2 separate regions of the Larimichthys crocea genome follow, and region 2 is linked to region 1. The links are chromatin contacts, called in public Hi-C maps. All regions are on one chromosome and are shown on one strand. The core of a region is the stretch at or near the end of the contact, and the rest is flanking DNA. Distances in the headings are between cores, read along the strand shown. Region 1 holds the start of slc41a2b (solute carrier family 41 member 2b). Region 2 holds the start of chst11 (carbohydrate (chondroitin 4) sulfotransferase 11).

Evidence for each region. A called contact is a pair of places that touch in the nucleus more often than the background predicts.
Region 2: a Hi-C map of muscle shows a contact between it and region 1, with 4 times the contacts expected there. The contact joins the promoter of chst11 here to the promoter of slc41a2b in region 1. A contact is called at or near these places in 5 of 7 Hi-C or Micro-C datasets (all in muscle).

What each region holds. Positions count from the first base shown.
Region 1 is chrXX:5,866,569-5,873,083 of L_crocea_2.0, forward strand. slc41a2b (solute carrier family 41 member 2b) reads left to right here and starts at 4,459. Exons shown (of 11, transcript XM_010736905.3): 1 at 4,459-4,572; 2 at 5,961-6,515. The coding sequence starts at 6,004. It overlaps nopchap1 (NOP protein chaperone 1), which reads right to left and starts at 3,921. Exons shown (of 4, transcript XM_010736906.3): 1 at 3,776-3,921; 2 at 3,390-3,464; 3 at 2,923-3,056; 4 at 1,907-2,770. The coding sequence starts at 3,836. The coding sequence ends at 2,588. It overlaps aldh1l2 (aldehyde dehydrogenase 1 family, member L2), which reads left to right. Exons shown (of 23, transcript XM_027272050.1): 23 at 1-1,053.
Region 2 is chrXX:6,005,025-6,011,520 of L_crocea_2.0, forward strand. It overlaps chst11 (carbohydrate (chondroitin 4) sulfotransferase 11), which reads right to left and starts at 4,921. Exons shown (of 4, transcript XM_010736908.3): 1 at 4,664-4,921. The coding sequence starts at 4,766. LOC104923739 (thioredoxin reductase 1, cytoplasmic) reads right to left here. Exons shown (of 15, transcript XM_010736909.3): 15 at 5,329-6,496.

The DNA.
Region 1 (6,515 bases), core at 3,209-5,708:
GCAGTTTACGCCCGTCACATCAAACCTCGAGTGGACTCCTGATGCAAGCCCAGCTGGGTCTGACTGTATTTTCACGGTTTCCATAGCTTCCATAGAAGTGTGTTTTATGTTAAAACACACTCCTCATCTTCAACCTGAAACCTGTTTTTCCATCATTATCAATCATGTCAATCAGTTCTCTTCAGCCATGCCTTTCTCATTCACTTGTAATGCTGCCTTCAGCATCCTTTAATACCTCTAGGTTTACTCTTCGGCAGCTTCTGGGCCGCTGTGCACCGTACTAGAAAATAGTTATTTGATTAGCTCATGAGTACATGAATGTGAATGTTGACATTTGAGCCTGACAGGACTCGACTGCATCTGGTTAGCAAACAAAAGTAACTCCATAGAAAGCTGTTGGTCAGAAATAATCATGGTCATGATGGGCAAACAGGATTCAGATTGCAGTTGCATTTTAATCCTTCATCCACAAAAAGTAAAGAATCATCTTAACCAGTTTTTTTTTCATAGCTTCCGATCCTATCTCACATCAGCGAATCACTGTGCAGTGCAATCAAAGGGTTGGAAACAACCAGTAAGTCAACCCTAACTTAAAGAGTAGCTCAAAATCAGCGTCTCTGGATGAATGTTTGAAATCTGTTTTATATTATATTTAAAATGACTGATTGACAAGCATTCATTCATAAGCTATGACGTGAGGCAAAGCGCCAGTTCAGTTCTTTCTCACGCTGAAATGGATGTTTGACGGTCAGATCTCAGACAGAGCATCTTTGAGCATCAACAAAGAGTCTTACAGCAGTTAGTACTCACAGCTTAGCATTACTACATGATGATACTGTATCTGACAAAATGTAGCAAAAGAAATTGTGATGGATTAACTGTCTTGGGCATGGTTCATAACTCTGTTATTAATGGTTCACCTTTATTTCTAGTCTGAACTTGCAGAATTGAGGTCTCATTTTTAAAAAGACATGTGCACACATGCATCTACACTTATAAAACACTTACAGTATTTACTTGTCAGTTGGTGAAGCTATGGTGAGCCGTCTTTATTTGGTCTCCATCACACACATTACAGCTGTATGTTCCCACACAACTTCATTCACTCTTTTTATTTTGGCAAATTTGGACTTTTTTGTAAATATTTTTTAGCAAAAGAGGGAAAAAGGACTATTTGATATATTTTTGTCAGACAGAGGGAAACTATATGTTATAACACTATATTATATTTGGTAAAGCCACCAGCTAGATGTTTTTATGCATCACTAATGTGAAGTTGTCAGATCAGTTTTCTAACCGTCTATCTGGGCTATGAAACAAATGTTTCTCTCACACTTCGTGAAAAAGGTGAGAGCTGCTCACCCCCCTCAAATGAACAGTATGTCTTCAGCCAGTATTGTCAAACAATAAACTTTGATTTGGACTCTATTTTTTAAGAGTGATTCTGCTCTTTCCAAAAGTGGTGCCAAGATGTAATATTTCCTGTTATAGAACAAGGTAAAAGTGCTGCAGTCAAGTATATGGCCTGACCTTAACCCCGTGGAGCAGCAGGGAGGAATTTTGAAGAGATAAGCTGCACAACAGTCTCCTTTAAAGAACAAATCAATGTACTCAAAGAGGTCATCCTCAAGGAGTGAAACAGGACAGACGTGACAGTATCTCCTGAAAGTGTACACTCAAAGCCAAGAACTTAAATGTAATAGAATATGACTTTGTAGGAGTGAATCAAGGTTGGACACATCCACCTAGATATAAGCAAAGTTGCCTAGTTTACTTATTTGAGATGCTGAAGACATATCTTTCTATGCTGCTAGTTAGAAAAAGAAATGTCTTCATGTTGAGAGGTTGTGTACCCATTCATGCTTTGTATTGTATGTGTGTGAGTGTAGCTTAATGAGAAGCCATGTCTGTAGAATTATTTAATTTTCAGAAAAATCATTTGAACGTCTTTATATGACAAAATGGAGCCGAAGTCAGATCACTTAAAAAATAATTAATCCAAATAAAGTCTGTAACACTGTGAGGAAAGGAGACAGCGTTGCCAAAAAGATATTTATCGTATTTGTACGATGAATAATGACAGAAAGTGTCAGAATGTGCACGATGTTCCTCAAAATACGACAAGCCTCTGGTACAAGAGTTTAACATTTCTAAACACTTCTCAACACTGAAACTTTTGGACAAATCAGAACAAATCATCCATAATTAAGTCATAATGAATGAATTAGCAGGTAGCTTCATGATAACCAAAAACAAGGTGATCCACGGTGTTACACCTCTACACATCATGCACAGTGAGAAGTGGCTGACTGCCAGACAGGATGAGGTCATCACAGTATCTGTTCTGGCGCTGAAGGCACTTTTGAAACTTTGTCTTTTACGTGTACAAAATGAGATTAACTGTAGTTCCCATAGGGATGAGGAAAATGTCTCCACACGGGAGCTTTCTGTTCACCGTCTCTGTGATGTAGGTTAAAATCCTTCCACACCTGAGGGAAGTGTTCTGTCATTGGTCAGTTAATCCCACATCACCTCAGAGGGTGAAAAAACTCAAACACGCAGCCAAAAGTCTGTCTGGTCGTCTCTTCTACTCTCCCTCTTGATCAACAACTTGGATGTTGGCTTTCTTCTTCTTGCCTTTGTCTCCGGGTAGTTTGAGGTTCTGCTCTGTGACCTCACTGTCCTCACCAGAATCTGATTCATCCTCAGAGTCTGAAGTGTCCTCTTCATCGTCTGAGTCTGACCCGCTGAGCTCCACCAGCGCTACGTCCTGACAGACAAGCGGAAGAGACCACACAACAATGTCATAACCACGACAGGACATAAAAAATCCAAACTGTTGGTGATAAAATATGATAAAATAAAGATCAGAAGAACAACGAAAGCTGTTGGCGCATGCAACACCAACACACTGACACTCACCATCTCTATGATCCTCTGCGCCTCCTCCACGCTCTCTATGTCGAAGAATCCAGCAGGAGCTCCCTCCATCTGCTGCTTTAGCTTCTCATTGGCGTCAGCCATCTGAGGAAGGAAGCTCTGCAGCCGGTCCAACACTGACGCACAAAACACAACAAAACACATCAGATCATCACACCTCTGGCTCAAACGGAGTTTGTTCTAACCTAATACTATTGAGTTATTCACCAAATATTTTTGATAATTGATCATTTTGAGTGTCCAAATTCTTTGATTTCAGCTTCTCAAATGTGAATATCTTTTATTTTCTTTAGTCCTCTGGCGGTAAATCATTGTGGACAAAACATGACATTTGAGGAGCGAGGAAACACTGATCCACAGTTATCAGATTCTTTAATGAATGAATGAATACACCTGTAGTTGTAGTCAAACACACAGCCAGCATGCTGGGAGATGATGTTTGCTCTTACCGCTGCTTCTCGGGACTCTCTCTGTCTGCAGGGAGCTGCCAGCCTTTGGCTTGAGGAGAAGCTTCTCGCCGAGACCTGAGCAGACAAGTTCACGATGAGATGGAAATAATAATAACTACAGTTTTAATAACACAGTTTTCTAACCAGGTAGTTAAGCACGTGTGCTGATGCTATATGGTTATTTTAGCTGAGGATAGCGTGATAACGTAAGAGGACGTGGAAAACCTTTGAGACATGTTACTGTTGTTATGAAGAAACCTACACAGACACAGCATTAAACATGTACTTCCACTGCATCGCTAAATAAAACATTAAACGAGCTCCGGTTAGCTGACTCTCAGTGTACCGGGCTCCACACTTTGACTGCTGCTAATATCAGTTCAAACCTCCTCCGTTGCCACATGACAGCAAAGCCTGTGAACTCGTTTTCTCGACGTTTAATTCCATTTTTCAGACGCGACGCGACAATGTTTTCACCGACATGTGTGTTACGAGTGAGAGCAACTTCCGCATGAAAGGTGAGAAAATAAATATTTAAGCTCCGGCTTTAATGGCGCCCCCTACTGTTTGGGAGGAAATTACACAGTGAAAGTTGGCCGTACCGAGCGTCTATGGAGGGAAAACATCGTTAAAATTCCGCACTTTGACTGAATCTAACAGTAAACGTAATAAACGGCCGACATTTATGATACTAACTGGATAATTGCTGAAGAAAGTACGCTCTGCGGCTGCGCACTGCAATCAAAATAACTGTGTGGCACTTTTTGTTCTTACGAGAAAGCCTGTGGTGTAGGTGAGAGCTCTCACTCTCGCTTGTTTTTGTTACCGCGAAACCTGCTAATAATAGTTTTGTACTAGGCTACATTATGAACTTATCTTTGTGTGCTGAAAAGCTAATTTAGAGAATGTTTTATATTTTTAATTCTTTTAAAACGTTCTTTTAACTGCTATATTAAAATTAACTGACGTATTTGTTGTGAATTAAAAGCTGTCCGTATGCAAAACTTTCTCAACTCTGCCGGATCACATACGCGTTTTTTTTTCCAAACCGTGTGGCTGTTCTTACCAGCAGAGACGATCTTTGGTGGTACTCTTTGCTCTGACGCGGCTTTCTGGCTGCTGGACTGTCAAGGAAGGAGACTCGCATCTCTTCTTCTGGATGAAAAGTCTCCACAGCGGAAAGGTAAATAATTTGAAATAAATAAATTAAGGTGAGCAATAGAATAAATAGTATTATTTCTGTATCTTCTCGCTAACAGCAGTCAGTGTATTCTCCCGGTTAACGCGTAAGAAAGTGAGGAGCCTCCTGCTGTTTTGATTCCTACACAGCTAGCTAACGTAGCACAGTCTCCGCTAACACAGACAGACGCCCACAACTCTCCAACATTGTCTGTGCTAAAGCAAAGACACCAGCGAACATTAGCCCGTGTGACAGGACTGCGTTTAAACCAAGTCTAGCTGCGATAAAAACAGAAATGCAGTGAGGCTGAGGCAGACAGGTAATAATATGAAAAGGCCTGAGGAGTGATGAAGTGCAGATGTGAGAGGTGGCAAAACCTTTAAACATTTAAAACAGCAGCAGCAAGTCTATATGTGTCATTTTGACTAGTAGTAAGTCTAATTAAGATGTATATAATTAATTTCTTACGAGTCAAAATAGTCATTTTTGTATCAGCATTTGTGAAAATGTTCATGTGTGTAACTTAATTACAGCTCGTCCTCTCGTGTTGCTTCTGGAGCTAGCGTTTGTCTGGTTGTGCCGCTTTATAAAAATAAATATACGTGTGAAAATATAAACTGTTTCATGTCAGTATAATTTAACTCACATTAGAAAAAAACCTTTAACTTTAAAGGGTTTGTTGCAGGTGGACAAACTCACGTTATATCGACGTTTTTCGGGACTGCGTCATCAACTTTAGATAAACAAAATACAGTTTCTAACGACACATTTTCCCGCCTTCACTGCTGCTCCATACCGACTAAATAACACAAAACACTCTTTGTCCCTTCACTTCAAACTTGTTCGCGCACTAATGAAGACGTGACACTGTCTTTCCTGCCTTGCTGTCACTTTGACATCAGCTGAACTCATCTATAACCTCTCCTGCACATCTGTGAGATGCTGACAGCTGTATACTGAGCTCACGGCTGGCTGCCAGCAAAAGACTTCCAGCACTGCATTATAATCATGAGCTGGTGTAAAGATAAAGAATGCCTATAGTCACTCCTGTAATGATTTGGCTCATTAGATTCACTGATGTCACACATGTAGAGGTTCATCTGTACTTCATCAGGAAACAGCTGCTCTGTATATTTAGCCATCTCCGGTTTCAGGTTGAGTTCTGGTTCCCTTTAAGTAGTGACTCAGCTGTTTCATCTCACAGTAATATCTCCTCCGATATGTCTCCAAGCGGTGTTTTCCTGTTCTTCCTGCTGTCCTCCCCTGTCTATTGTCTTCCCTTGTGTATTTTCCTTCAGGCCGATGAGTTAATGTGTCCAATTTCTTGATATGGATGGTGCACCTGAGCCTGTGTAAACCAGTTGTATCATTTCTTTTTACACCACCCTCAGACTGAATGATAGGAGATGAGACTCTGCGGCCGTAGACCACATCATGAGTATCCAGAGTCTGGGTGGAGCTATAGGGGAGTCCCTGGGCTCTAGCCTGACAGTGCGTATGAGCGGAGCAAGTGGCGGGTGGAGTGCTGTCTCCCTGAAGCCTGTTTCCTCCGGCCGCTTTGCCTCGCTCTTCCAGACTATGGTTCCCACTGGTTATACTAAGCTACAGGAGGAGCGGCTGGCCATGGTGGATCTTGGAGCGAAACCAGAGGTCGGCCCACTCCAGAACGGCTACAGACAAGAGACATCACACATAGAAGGCCGACGGCTCCTGGACCGGGCCTCTCGGTCCTCTGTGACTTTATCTGATTGTGGAGATGGGGGTTACTCTGAAACAGAGCCCATGCTGGCCGAGAGGAGGCTCTCTGGGGAGGAGGCAGACGCAGAGGAGGAAGAGGATGAGGAGGAAGAGCTGGGATCCAACGTGCAGAACATGCCCAAGGAGTCGCCTCTGGCCATGGCGCTGCAGATATTATTGCCTTTCCTGCTCGCCGGATTTGGAACTGT
Region 2 (6,496 bases), core at 3,671-6,170, 140 kb after region 1:
AAAAAATCCTACATGTTCATTTTTGGAAAAGCTTTTTGCTGCCTGCAATTCATGACTCAATATGTCAAGCACGGGAGACAGGACTGCTGTCAGTAAGCATCTTAAATAACTTGAGTGATATTCTAATGCCAGCTGTCCTATGACGCCAGCAGTCATTTTGTCAGATTAGTTTCCCATTTTTTAGGGGATTTCATTTCAATTCAGAACTTAACTCTGAAAGGAAAATAACTTTTTCTTCCTAACTTGGGATTTTAGCCAATTACTAACCAACAAAGGATGAGAGGATCTGACAGACTGTGATTTATTATAGAGCCTATTAAAGTATCAATTCACACAAACCATGTACCTCTACTAACATTAATCCATGCACATAGCTTTTGTTTTATACCTGACTGAGATGTATACCTCAATATGAATAAAGGGCTGCAACAAATATTTTGTATTTGGTAATTGTGAACAATGTCCATCACAGGTTTGGGGCAAGGTGATGGCTTAAAGGACCGTTGTGTAGGTGTAGTTGTAGTGTAGGTGAAGGTGTTGCAACCCCTCACCTCACCCTCTCTTTCCTATATAGTTACTGTTTAGTTTGTCTTTTCTGGGCTATTGTAGAAACATGGCAGTTGAACATGCTGAACACTGTGTCTCATTGTAAGGTAACAAAAACTTAATAACTCTTATTTTTAGGTGATATTAGATTAGATCCCATTTCTGACATATTGTATAGAGCCCCCATGAATCACACATACTGTGTGTTTTATCAGATGTTTTTTTAAAGATATTAATAATAATAATAACTAACTTTCAGACTTTAATTAGCATCCAGCCCCCATTTTAGAGGGATTTACAAGCCATCAACATCTAGATCAACGTCTGAATGTAGCCATAGCAAGCCAGCTAAGAAGACACAACACATAAAGAAGACTGCTTTGGATCTATTGGAGGCATATTCTATATTTTAGCATAATTTGATTTACTCCTACGTTACAGGCGAACTGCCTCCACCCACATCCAGATCCTGTGCCAAGCCAACACCATGCTAAAACACCAGTCTCTCCACTGAATGCAGGGACCAAAATGATACCAACACTCCATTTAATTCAGTCAATTCATAATTCAAATTATAAACATTTACACAATACTGAAAAGGTGATTATAATGCTGTAACCTGTAAAAGCATTAACACCCAGCACTGAATAGATGCAGTTCAGTTCATGGTGCTCGCAGCACTGCAAACATTTTGTGGCTCCATTCAGGATGATGTCTTCAGTGAAAGTTGGCTTGTTCTCTGGATTATTTACTGTTACAGACACATTGTTTCTGTAACAACAAGCCCATGCTGAGTTTGTAATTTTTCACCAGTCTGAGCAGCATAAAAGAAATTCCATTGACATTTGGACGGCAGCAAAAATCTCTTAGACAAAAAGCACAAAAACTCAGCAGACAGAATAATAAACTCTTGGCTAGATACCATCAGGAGTGAGTGGACGGACAGCACAATTTAACAAGAAGTTGGCATATTTTTTAATACATATCTACAAATAGTTTAAAAGAACATTGAGCATGAGCACTGGCTGAAATAATGTTGTCACTGCTGCCGTGCTTTCTGTCTGCTTCTACTAAGACTGGCAGTACACTCCAACTAAATCTAATTTGACGCGCTCTCAAACTGCTGCTCAACACAGCAGGGGGGCATTGCCAGCGTCCTCCAGGTCTGCTCGGTCTCTGGTGTCCACACTGGATGGAGGAACTCATGAGTCGATGAGAAGTTGGCATTTCAGGGTTGAGCCAAATGTGGCGTTCTGTTCTCATCACGAAGCTGAATTTTTTGCGGTAAGAACACTTTGAATGCACATTTGGAATATACAGCCTTGCTCGGTGTGCCACTGTAAACCCCCCTTCCCTCTGTTTCTTTTTCAAGAGGTCACGACCCCACGGGTCCTTGAAGAGAGGTGAGAGTTTACATTGGGAGGCCAGCCTGGATTCCCAGGCCTGTTAAACATGCCTGAACTAGGGAGACGCTTGCCTGGAACTTTATCTGATGGACAACAATGGTGCTCCCGTGTGCGTGCGTGTGTGTGTGTGTGTGTGTGTGTGTGTGTGTGTGGTGCTGGAGAAAGAAAGGGAAAATGGGGAAAAACTCAAAATAGAAGATCAGGAAAGAGCGATAACGTCATACCAGGGAAGGGGATCAGATTGAGATAGAGACAAGACGACGGCTTGTAAAGGAAGTCAACAACACTAACATACACACTCACTAGTATCCGTCTCACCTGTGTAATCACATAAACACACACTGCGGCATTCAAACTTATATCCCCGCTCCTGCACAAACACCCTGCTTTTACACATCTCCTCTTCAATCAGAGCGTCCTGGATGCAGCACCCTGTCATCACCGCAACAAAATAGAACATCCACTTTGTGACCTGCGTATGTGTGTGTGTGTGTGTGTGTGTGTGTGTGTGTTGGGCAGAAGCTGATGCAATGACTGCAGAGACTGGCACAACTGTGAGAGCAGGATCCAGGGGTCCTTGACAGAGGTTTAATAGAGTCTTGGTTCAATTTTTACAATCAATTCTCTGCCTGGAGGCTGATTTAATGATGTACATTAGAGGAGAGGTCTCACTCCGTTCACTGTTCCTGCTACAGGTTACAGTTATGTCATTCATGACTCAATGATGCGCGACTACAGGCCTGTCTCGCTCAAGTGGGGGTTTCATAGGACAGGGTCTTGAAATGATCTAAAAAAAACGTCTGCACATTCCTTTGCTAGAAGGTAGTTTCATGAGGTGAAATGTAATTTTCTGATTGTTGGATTTAACTGGGTTGTAATCAGAGACAGATCATCAACATCTCAAACCCTCAGCAGATAAAAACCTAATCTTCTGCTGGGCGTCCTGATTAAATGGCCCCAGGTGCAAGTGATGTCTCTGCACGCGAAAGGGAACTGTACATTTCTTTGTCCGTGAATTACTTCTTGGCCAACCAAAGAGGACAGAAGAGAATAAAATACATAATTAAAAGGATTTATCATTTGTACACACACAGCAGAGAGGTGTGGAATTGAAGCCAATGTCAACAACAGAAGGAGGGAGTGTGGTCCAGTTATCGATCAGTCAGCAGCTGCTGACACGCAGAAGGTTTGATGTCCTTATGATCGAAACCCTTTCCAAACATTGATTCAGTCATCCAGCTGTATTTGTGCTTAGATAATGTTACAGTAACTCACTGTAGCTTCCCTGAAGCGGTGTGTTGTGGTGATTTTCTCTTTGCGGATTAGAAATATCAGTCGACCGCCACCACTGCCAGCTGCCCGGCACCAATACGGGTGACTCACACAGAGCAGGTAGGATCATGAGGATCCTGATCAGAGATGTGTGCACTTTTGGTTTCACGCTGGTGTGGATGATGCTGTGTGTGTGTGTGTGTGTGTGTGTGTGTTGTGTATCCCTTGTTTCATCTCTCTTTTAGCCCAGCAGCTCCATCACTCAGATGCAGCATGAAATTCCTCTATAGGGTTTCACTTCTCTGCTTTCCCGTCATCACCTCCAGCCTGATACACAGCTCTGTGTGTTCTCTGGCACATGAACTTTTATCACAGAGCACTGATCAGTTTAAGATGCTGCAACCTTGAAGTATCATAGGAGTATTAACCCACTGATCCTCGCAGACACGCTGTCTCCAACAGCAGCATTATGGGATTATTTCCCGTTTGTGAATGATTCAGTTTCTGTTCATGGAAAGCAAATACCCAGTAAGGTTGTTTTTTTCTTTCTCTTCCACCTTACAGTAAACCAGTTGTACTGTAGGTCAGCAGCACTGACTCGTCACCGCTGTACGTGTACGTGCGCTCCTCCTTGGCGCGTCTGAACGCAGGCTGCTTTGATTTTGGCGCACGGAGAGACGTCGCTGGGTATCACATCCAGGGGCGTTGATTCGTTAAAGCTACACATAAAATCTCATTTAACATAATGTGATTCAAATTCTCCCGTCGGAACCCCCCGCTGGCACTGACAGGGTTTCCTTTATTGTGGGATAAATTATTTAAAAGGTCTCCAGAGCGCACAGATTAGAGAGGACCTCGGTCCTAAATGCTCCCTAAAGATGATTTATTTTTAGATAGGGGCTCCAAATTGATTTTAAAGCTCTGGTTTCACTCTTGATACAGAACCCCGAGAACGTGGATCAAATTTGAAATGGGTTCACCTATATGCCCACTTTGCCAAACCCAAATACCGCCCGTGCACTGATTCCCGTCGCCCCCGAGAAAACATGATTCCGGAGACAAAAAAAACCTCTCTCCATGCCACTTGCCAGCCAGCGAACAGCGCGTGGTTGCTCACATCCAATCACACCCAAACGCACAGACTCACACTTGTGCCCGCTCAACAAAAGCGGGACAAAAGCGCACCAAGACAATCAGAGCAGAGTGTGAGAGATGTGTCTCAGTGATTGATCGCAGACACTGCACTCTTACTGGATGATTTACGCGTTCACACAAGTAACAATTCTTTATGTGGCGCGTTACTGTACACACTGGATAAATCGATGTGTCAACATGTTGCCAGACAAGATGCGATACATCAACACACACACACACACACACAGCTACACACACACACGAGGCAGAGGAGAGGAGGGAGATCCTACCTGGTTGGAACATACTTTGGAAATAAAAGATGACCAGAATAAAGGATCCCAAACAGGTGGCAAAAACCATCCGGCATATCCTGTTCATCCTCATCAGTTCGCTCAGAGTCTGTTTCATTTCGGGACGGAGAGAGGCTGGAGGAGGCTCGCTGCTGCTCGCTTTGTGTTGTTGTGGGAGAAACGAAAGGCCGGTCTGTCGGAAGCTCCGGGGGCTCTGGCTTGGTACTGATGAGGATTGTCTGCCGGTCAATGCGCTCCAACATGGAGCGTACCACTGCCGCTGCTGCTGGAGGGGAGGAGGAGGAGGAGGAGGAGGAGGAGGAAGGGGAGGAGGAGGAGGGTGGGCAGGGACGACGTGAGAACATCACCCCCACCCCCCATCTCCCTCCCTCCTCCCCGTCTCCGTGCGCGGAGCTAATGAGCGCGTCCAGATGTGCGATTCTCTTCATGAGCATCACGTTAAAAGCTGCTGTTTAACCTGTTCCATCAGGAGGATACTGCAGCAACACAATCCCAGTGATTATAAACTCAGTGAAGAAACAATTAAAATATGCACACACACACACACATACCCACAGTCCAATACTGTACATACACAAATATTCTTTGTATTGGAGATAATAAAATCAAATAAAATCATTAAAACATCTGAGAAAAAGCAGGAATACAATCATGTTTCGGTGAGATTCACACCAATGACAGTACAGTGTTTCTTTTATTATGTCTACCATCACATATGATTTTGTGATGATATAATAACATTAGTTATAATAGCTGTAAAAAGAGATGTACATTTACTCAAGTACTGTATTTATATGTACTTTGGATGTAGGAGTACAGTGGCGGAAGTAACCAACAATGCAAAGGACTCGGAAGAAGTTTCAGTTTAGTTTTAGTTTTTTTTCTTCTTTCTGTGAGTCTGATAGTTTCATCTATAACAATCTGTAACAGTAATGTATTCATGAAACTGAAGTTGAATTATATATATTGTGAGCAATATCTGTCATATAAATGTAATGCAGTAAAAAGTACAACCTGAGCCTCTGATATGTGGTAAGTAAGTAAAGTAAAATAACTTAGGTACTGATACAGTTTTGGGGTACTTGTACTTTACTTGGGTATTTCTGTTTTCTTGCCACTTTATAGCAGAAGAAGCAGTCGTGCTAATAGTAACATCAGTATTCGTAGTTGGTGGTCATATAATCTGAATTACTGAAGTAATTGTTAAAGCCACACATCTGTATATGTTTTTATTTTTCTTCATTTAAGGACAAAAAACATTGAATATTGCCTCATTCATATTACCCCACAGTGCCATCTAGTGGTGTTACAGCACACAATGCACTGGGGTCAGGCGAAACCCCTGAACACTGTCCAAAATGAGCAGGCAGTGATAGATAGACATCCATGCAGCAGACCTCTTAACCTTGCTGTGAGACCCGGACAAAGTCATAGAGGCTACTTACCTCTGATCAAATTATGCTGTAATGGCATTTTAAGGCACATGCCAAAAGAGACACTCCTGTGCACTTTTTCTAATTAGGAGATCTGTCTTACTTACACAAGGCAGGTCTGTCAGGGAGAGAATCAGAAGGTGGTCTGGAGGATAACCTCGGGAAATTTGCATCTAAGTGCTGCAATGTTCAGCAAGCAACAGCACGACGCATTACAGTACAGGCATTAACATGGACTGAATGGAAACTGCTGTACTCGTGACAAGCTGCAGGACACCATGAGAATGAAAATGACGCCCTTGCACGAGGGCACATTCATGTTCTATGCCCACAGATGTACATTTTCTGATTTAAATGCAGAGTGTAGAGTTGAGGTGGCGGGGAAAACTCACAG